Regions from separate parts of the Oryctolagus cuniculus genome. Here region 2 is linked to region 1. A link is a contact called in public Hi-C data. All regions are on one chromosome and are shown on one strand. The core of a region is the stretch at or near the end of the contact, and the rest is flanking DNA. Distances in the headings are between cores, read along the strand shown. Region 1 overlaps CAB39L (calcium binding protein 39 like). Region 2 holds the start of RCBTB1 (RCC1 and BTB domain containing protein 1).

What was found. A called contact is a pair of places that touch in the nucleus more often than the background predicts.
Region 2: a Hi-C map of liver shows a contact between it and region 1, with 6 times the contacts expected there. The contact joins the promoter of RCBTB1 here to the enhancer-like site in region 1. A contact is called at or near these places in 4 of 6 Hi-C or Micro-C datasets (ear pinna, liver, skin fibroblasts and 1 more).

Annotation. Positions count from the first base shown.
Region 1 is chr9:68,627,059-68,631,327 of mOryCun1.1, forward strand. It overlaps CAB39L (calcium binding protein 39 like), which reads right to left. Exons shown (of 12, transcript XM_070048887.1): 12 at 2,798-3,162. The coding sequence ends at 2,983. LOC138843805 (a long non-coding RNA gene) reads left to right here. Exons shown (of 3, transcript XR_011378803.1): 3 at 63-190. Among named protein-coding and RNA genes, the nearest start is that of CDADC1, 68 kb to the left of the region's middle. Within about 2 kb of position 2,218, at least 1 of the 8 cell types and tissues checked has an H3K27ac peak or open chromatin away from gene starts, as enhancers often do. A contact at or near this core is called in ear pinna, where this site is marked.
Region 2 is chr9:68,904,777-68,909,045 of mOryCun1.1, forward strand. It overlaps RCBTB1 (RCC1 and BTB domain containing protein 1), which reads right to left and starts at 2,481. Exons shown (of 14, transcript XM_008273852.4): 1 at 2,401-2,481; 2 at 1,877-2,125.

The sequences.
Region 1 (4,269 bases), core at 968-3,467:
AACTCGCCAATCTCCTCGGGCAGACCGAGTCCAGCTTCTCAGGGTCTCCTTTTGTGTTTCAGATCTTTATGCAACCGTGGGTGAGCCTTGCTGAACTCTGACCTGCCTTAGAGAACACCCAGGACAAGGGGATGCTGATTCGTGACAGTCACGTCGATTCTTTTGGATCAAACAGAAAAGCAAGCAAGAGACGTAAAAGCTTACTTTCTAATGTTAACAGACTGGTAAGATCTGGAAATCTATTGTGGAACAAGGGCCTTCCCATGTTATAGATGACCCTGGTGACAGGGCTTCCACGTCTCGTGTCATTTCCAGACTGCATGACGGGTCGTGGTGGCTTTCTCTGATGGGAAACCATTGTGGGCAGTGATGGAAGCTTCGAGAAGCTCACAGCCCCTCTTCCCGGAGCGGACATACTGCTCTGCCAGAGCCATCTAAGGATGAGAACTGTGAGGCTGGGGGTCAGGGACACTGCAAGGGACATGTGCCACCGAGCCTTTCCTCCAAAAGTAGTGCTCACGCTTGGGCCGATGCTGGGTGTTAGTGGGGAACTCCGTCCAAGAACACCATGAGCTCCATCCCTGCTGGCCTCCCGCCAGGCCTGAATGCCTGCGGAGCCTCCCAGGGAGCAGCAGATGTAGGGGCAGGAGGGAGGGTTCACCCTGTAACTCCCGCCCCCGGCCTCCCCTAGGGATGGGTGGGAAAGACCCAGGACTGGGCCTCAGCTGACGGAGTGTTTGTAGCCAGCACCCCCTGTGCTGGGTGGGGCCCTATGAAGCCCCTCCGGCCTCAGGGTCCTCACATGTGAAGGCGCACTGACCCCTGGCCGTGGCCGGCAGGTGGCGCTCAGCCAATGGAGGTCTGTAGGCTTCCCCAATGAATGTGTGCAGGCCCCTGGCGGCCAGAGAACGCCGAGGAGAACCCAAGGCTGGACCCCTGTGCTGGCCCAAGGCCGGCCCTTTCCCTGAGGGCTGGCGCTTACCCTGTTTGGAGTGGGTGAAAGCCCACTCCAGCAGAGCAAGGAGCCCATCAGGGAGTAGGGCTACCTTTTCATTTAGTCAGTCTTTATTTAAAGGTGTGCTTTTGAAATAGCCTATTAAATATGACCTTTTCAAAATTCAATTTCTCACAATTTACAGCAGTCTTTGTGCAAACATATTTTGACTGTGAATTCCTGCCGTTGCCCCCACCCCTGTCAGAGTTAACGATTTACAAATTCCTATCACAACATGACCCCAGCTACTTCATTTATTGCATCTGAGACTCCAGTGTTCTGTTTGACAGGTATTGAGCTGGGATAAAGGGTTGCTAGGGAAGAGCTAATTCAAGCCCAGAGGAAATAAAATATGAATTTTTGTTTTAATCAAAAAAGAATTATAACAAGGCCTTGCTTTCCAGTGGAAAACATGTGTCCCGTGGAGGTGTGGAACGCTGTTGAGCAACCAAATACATTCCCAATGGCTGTTTCACCCTCCTTTTTAAATAGCTACACTTATCTCTCTAATCAGTTCTAAGGGACTCTGGGCTGTCAGGGAGCATTATCAAGAGGATGTGACCTTCCAGGTCATGGGGGCGAGCTGCTGTGCACCCTCCTGTGGGAGGCGCTGTGGGCCCTACCCGCACCGTCCGCCCCAGGACCTGTGCCCGGCGTGGAAGCCAGCCCAGGAGGAGGCAGATGTGCTGCCAGCTCATTCCTCAGGTCAGAGCACTGATCCCGGGGACCACATTTCTCTTCCCAGCTCTGCGCAGAGGAATTTCTGGCTGAAGAAAAAGAACACAGCACTCAAGAACTGTAAAAATTAGCGATGGTTTCCGTGGGTAGCAGGAGCTCCAGCAACTGGACCTTTCGTGTCTTGTAAATAGAGCTTTAAATCCCATTTTACACACTGGATGCCTTCTGAAAATAAACCATGGCCTTTTAAATTTTTTGGTTCTATGCCTTAAGAAGCTCAACTAACTCCTTAATCATTCCACCCTGCAAGAGAGTATCTGGGACCAAAACTGTACACAGGTTTTCTACCTTTTCAATGAAGATTTCGATGGACGACTGTGGAATGACAACTTTCTAGAAAACGAACTGAAGAGTGATCTTCAGTCACCCGCGCATTGTTTTTGAACACTGAGCTCGAGGGGGTGAGGTCTCCCTGTGGAGGAGAGTTCACCGTGGCAACCCTCTGGCCCCGGGGTGCCAGCCGGCCGGGCCTGGCAACACAGGGACTCCCTGGCAGAATGCTCCAGCTCCACACAGCGCTCTCCATAAGGACAGCCAGGAGGGAAATGTGCGGCCCTCGCCGTGCTCCAGAGGCTGGGGCGCACCAGCAGGGCTCTGTGTGCAGCTCTCCAGCGAGCAAGGCACCCCTGCGGTCCTCTGTGCCCGGGGAGCTCGTGGGCCCTCCTGGTGCTCCCGGGTTGCTTCCAGGCTAACCCAGCTGCAGGTGGCGTGCAGGTGCCACATGAAGGGTGTGCTCAGGGGACCACTGGGAGGGAAGGTGGCACCGTGAGCAGCTTCGGGGCTGAGCTCCACAGAAAGTCAGGGACCATGCACTACCGTCAGACCATGTCAGGTAGGCCGCAAGAGGATGATAATGACCGACAACGTTCACCTTGGCTACTGGGATCTCTTAGTGCCTAAAGAGATCTGTGTGAGTGCAGACAGGCTGAGGGGATGTGCACCCCCCAGCCCTCCCCTGAGGACATAGCAGTGCCGTGACTTGGTGGCTGTGGTGACCCAGGGCTTGGCCCTGCAAGTTAAAATCCCATTTTATCACCGTCTAACAGAATGGCTCTGATCACACACTTGATTAGAATGAATATATTATTCTAGGTTAATGGTTTCCATTCCAACTTACGGAGCTTATGCTCCATCTATCCTGAACAATTAATTGAGAAAAAAGAGGCACCTCCACAGCCTTCCCCAGAACGATGTGACCCGATGACCCAGAAGGACACGGCGACAGTGGCGGCGGTGGTGACCCGGGCTCTTCAGGGGGCAGCCCTCTTCAAGTCGCGGATCTGTTTAATCAGGTAGTTCTTCTCGTCACTGAACTGCTCATCGTCTGTCCTCTCCTTCTGGAAGCTGCTCAGAAACTCAATGAGCTTGGGTTGATTTTTTAATAGAATCTCCACAATAGGCTGTGTTTTGTGAGGACTGGCCACAAACACCTGGAACAGAAAGAAACGAACATGTGGGCCAGGGACACACACCAGGGGACACAGGGACCCTCCCCTGTTTCCTGGGTCACTTTTGTTGAAGATTTATTTATTTATTTGAAAGGCAGAGTTCTAGGGAGAGATGGAGAGAGACAAAGATAGATCTTCCATTCATTGACTCATCAAATGGCCAAAGCTGCCAGGGCTGAGTCAGGCCAAAGCCAGGAGCCTCACATTCCATCCAGGGCTCCCAAACAGTGGTGGGGCGCTAGTACTTGGGTCATCTTCCACCACTGGATTGGAAGTGGAGCAGCCGGAACTCGAATGGGTGCCCACAGGGGATGCCGGCTTTACAGGCAGAGGCTTAACCCCGTGCCTCAGCAAGGCCCCCACTTGTCCTGTTAGCTCACAGAAAGCCCCGGACCATTCTCCTTTCTGAGATCAGCAGTAAGTCATCTTTCCTGTAACTCTCCTCACTACCTTGTATGGAACACCTCAGTGTTCTGTGACCAAGCATTACTTTAACTTTTTTTTTTTTTTTTAAGATTTATTTATTTATTTAAGAGGCAGAGTTAGAGAGAGAGAGAGAGGGAGGTAGAGAGAATGGCTGCAATGTACGGAGCTGGGCCAATCTGAAGCCAGGAGCTTCTTCTGAGTCCCTGATGTGGGTGCAGGGGCCCAAGCACTTGGGCCATCTTCTACTGCTTTCCCAGGCCATAGCAGAGAGCTGGATCAGGAGAGGAGCAGCTGGGACACAAACCCATATGGGATGCCAGGGCCACAGGCGGAGGCCTAGCCTATTATGCCACAGCGCCAGCCCCTTACTTTGACTTTTAAAAAGTTTAAAGTATTTTTATGTCATCCAGGTTTCCCACATAGGAGACAGGGACCCCAAGTACCTGAGCCATTATCTGCTGCCTCCAGTGTTGTGAAATGGCAGGAAACTGGATTGGAAGCAGAGGCAAGACTTAATCCCAGGCACTCCAGTTTGGGACCCAGGCATCCTAACCATTAAGCCAAATGCATGTTCCTGTTTTAATTTTAAAAGACTTTCAAACAATCAGAGAGGGAACGGGAGATGGGAGGGTTGTGGGAGGGAGGGAAGTTATGGGGGTGGGG
Region 2 (4,269 bases), core at 1,231-3,730, 280 kb after region 1:
CTAAAGGGTAAAAGAAAGGGACTTGTCTAGCAGCATTAACAATAGACCGGTCTTCACCAGGTGGATTAATGGATTAAAACCCATCCCACAGATGAACTGCTACGTTAATAGCATCTGAATACAGTGATTCCAGCCCCAACGCAGTTCAGAGGGGTGAAACTCACCCAGTGCTCCCTTCAAACGCATGCTCGTAAAGTTTAAAGCCGCTAGGAACCGGCTGTCAGGGTTCCATCCGTTTTCCATGCCTCCCGGCGCGATCCCTGCACGCTCGGGCATTTTGAGGATGTGTGCCCACAACACACAGCAATTTCAGAAACTCAGCTTTCACCCTCTAAGGCCTTTAATCCACCCCCCACCAAAAAAAGAAAGAAAAAAGGCACGTGAGACCCTGAATCTGATTCTGCAAGACCATCATTACAAGACTGCTTTGTAAGACGGTATGCCCCAGCTGCAGAGAGTTCTGGAGCAGATGGCTCTATCCTGTCTGCGGATAAACAAAAAGCCCCGAGCAGAGCCAGGGCAGAGCGCGCCCCAATGGGCATCTTAAATAAAATGGAGTGGATCCGAGGCAGGACAGGGGAAGCGTCGCTAACTCAGGTCACCGCACTCCTGGATAAAGGTCCCCAGTCCCCTCTGTGGATTCCGCGCGTGGGGAAAGGCACGCAGTCAATAACACGGTCTGTGGCACTCCTACCGTGGGGAGGTGAAGGAGCCGATGCCAAGTTTTCTGCAAGGGCCGAGGGAGGATGGGCAGTGCCCGAGGCGAGGTCTCTCCCGGCACAACGGCGCCCACAGCAGCGAGACTTAGGCTACGGGCACAACGGCCGGCGTCTGTGCTGCCAGAAGGACAGGCAGCCAGGAAAACTTTTCCTCCTCTCCCCACCCTCCCCTCTATCCTCCTCCGCGCAGGACACGGGAGCTGAGGTGCCAGCGCCCCCGCCCCGGACGCAGCGCCCGCGGGCCCGGGAGGCGGCGAGGGCGCGGAGTAACGGAGCGCGCCCGGCCTGGCCCGGCCCGCGGGGAGGGAAAGGGGCAGACGCGACCTCCGTGGGCTCTCCGCCGCACTCATACGCTACCTGCGAGGCAGCCGCCGCCGCCGCGCCGTCCGGCCGGGCCGCGGGGAGCGCCGCGGGGATCTCCCGAGCTCCGCCAGCCGCACGAGCGGGAGCGAGCGACGGAGGGGGAGGAGCCGGAGGCGGAGCGTGAGGGCGCCGGGCCCGCCGGTCACGTGGCCGAGCGGCTTCACGTGACCCTGGGCGCTTGCCAGGCCCCGGCCCTGAACCCCTGCACCTTGGACCCTGGGACTGCGCGAGGCCCTGCAAGCATTCGCAGGGTGTCCCGCGGTGGCTGCTGCCTGGCCTTACTTGGTTTTGTCTCTCCAGCGCGAGGGGCGAGCCTCTGTCCTTCCTCGCCGGGTGGCTTCGCAGTGGGGAGGACCGGCCTCCTGCTCCAGGGAAACCCGGGACGGAAAAGCCAGCGGGGAAAACCCTTCCCCCGCAACTAGATGGCCCTGAGGCGCTGCCTGGGATAAATGGCCGCACAAGGGAGACCTTTGTTTCACCTGGAAACCTGCCTCTGCCTCCCTACCCGGTTCGGATTGGAAGCACCAAAGCCAGGGGCAGGGAAGATAGAGGTACCTGGGAAGCAGGCTGCCAAGGTCAGAAGGGACCCAAGAGGCCATCTGAGGCAAGCTATTTCTTATTACGAATACAAGTGCGTAAACTGAGGCCAGGAGAGGGGCTGCTGCCTGAAGCTCGCACGGAGAGCGCAGTCATCTTTGTAAAACACCATCCAGATCGCAGCACTCCCAGGTGGCACTGCAGGCTGAAGTCCACACTCCTAGCAAAGCACTGCATGCAACCGTGTTCAGATTTACCTTTCCCAGATAAACTCCCGTGAACAACCAGGAAAAACTCTTCGTTCTCCAAGCGTCACCGAACAGCTTCCTGATTAAAAGAAACCAGCTTTTCTTCACCTGCCCCTTGCGCAGTTTCTCTAGGCGCTGGTTTTCGTGATAACTTTCTTTGGAGTCTTCCTTTTCCCCTAAATCACTTTATTCTTCTTCGTGTTTTTTCAGTCTTTTGCCTCCATCTGAAACATCCGGAATCAATAAATTCCTTAAAACCTGAGCCAAGACAGGAAAGAGGTGAAAGCAGATTTCATTGAGACAGGATTACAGTTTGGAAATGGAGCCCAGTTGTGTGGATTGTATTTTCTGCTCTCTCCTTCTATCGCAATAGTTTCTGAATAAAATCTGTATTTACCCCTTCACTGTGGAGCTCCGTTATTCTTTAGCAACACCTGTTCTAGATTTTTTTTTTTTTTGTCACTTAACACATAGCTAAGAAAAGCTACCCATGAAGGAAGGTGTTTTTGTTTTTGTTTTTGTTTTCAACTCACGGTTTAAAAAGTTTGCTCTCCAAGATGAGGCAGGCTTGAGCTGTCTGGTGAGGATGCAGTGGCAGGAGCTTGCAGCACATGGCCAGAAGCAGGTTTTTATAATCATCTCAGGGCACTCCACCCAGAGACCTAAGGACCTCCCACTAGGCCCTCCTCCTGAACACCACAGTTGGATTGTTCCCACCCTCTGAGTCCCATAAACTTGTGACTTTGGGGCTCAAACATGTGCATGAGTTAGCAACCAAATCTTGTTCACCTCACAGCAACCCCCAAAGTACACATCAGGCTCCTACTCATCTTTCAAAATCCAGGTCAAACACCACCTACTCATCCTTGTAGTCTCTTCCTGCATCTGCCACCCAAATTCAGCAGCTTCGAGTCGTTAGGTAAATTCAGTGTCAGCTGCAACTTCTTCCTGGATCTCTTGAACACAGCACATATTCCGATAGGTAAATTTCACATTTCCCGAATGTGCTGTACGTTTCCTTGAGAACTGATTGTCCATTGCCATCTTCTCTCCTGGATGATGAACTCTTTTTATAAGGGCTCTCTCAGCTTGGTACTGTCCCTAGCATGTTGTAGATCCTCAATATCCTTTGAATCAAGTGGCTCAGCCAAAGTAGCAGTTTGGTGAGTTCACTGAAAGAGGACTATTTTGCTCAAAGAATTGGAATCAGGTTTTTTTTTCCTATAACCTGACAAAAGAATCTCTGTAAAATGTGGAAGGGCATGAGGCTTGAGTGATCATATATTTCCTGAGCATTCAATGTTCATTATGTGTCAGATATCATATGTGAAGCATCTTGGGGAATAAAAAGGTAAATGGGACACATTTTTGCTCATTCCAGAAGTTGCTAACCTTAAGGAATGTATAGTCTGGTTCATTATTCCAGGACAGGGTAAAGAAGTCTCATGATACAAGATGTAAGGAAACACAGAGGAAGCCCATAAACTAGGAGTTGGGAAAAAGCTTCCTGGACAGCTGAAGTTGGAGGATAAGTAGTAGAGGGAGAGAGAGGCACAGACTTGCAGAAGAGAACCCTGTGCTCAAAGGAAGTAAGTCATGAAACTTATTTTTCAGGGAATAGTAATTCAACCTGAATTGCTGGATGTGGTGACTTTATTTACCTCTGGGACAAAGGCAGCCTAAAAAATTTCGATACACTTGACAAAGTGATATATTTAATGGTATTTGTGTTTATTGGGTTGAGTAACTTTCTATCGGACAAATTGTGGGCTCTTCCTCTGAAATTTACCTGGACAAGTGCCAGGTGAGTTTTTAACCTTTCTTCTCTAGCCCCCAAAGCACTCTATGATTATCATCTTTAAAAAAATCAAAATTACTTGTTCCAAAGCAGCTTATTTTGGAGCATTTGAACTTTTTATACAGGGTAAAGGATTCCAATTTATAAATAGTAGATTAAAGGCTGGCGCCATGGCTCATTAGGCTAATCCTCCGCCTTGCAGCGCCGGCACACCGGGTTCTAGTCCCAGTCGAGGCACCGGATTCTGTCCTGGTTGCCCCTCTTCCAGGTCAGCTCTCTGCTGTGGCCAGGGAGTGCAATGGAGGATGGCCCAAGTCCTTGGGCCCTGCACCCACATGGGAGACCAGGATAAGTACCTGGCTCCTGGCTTCAGATCAGTGCAATGCGCCGGCCACAGCGCGCCAGGCCACAGCGGCCATTGGAGGGTGAACCAACGGCAAAAGGAAGACCTTTCTCTCTCTCTCCCTCTCCCTCTCTCTCTCTCACTGTCCACTCTGCCTGTCAAAAAAAAAATAGTAGATTAAAGAAGAACCTGGACACTCTGCTTCCACCCTGGGGGTCAGGGGACTACACCTAATGCCAACATATGGTCACACTGGTCAAC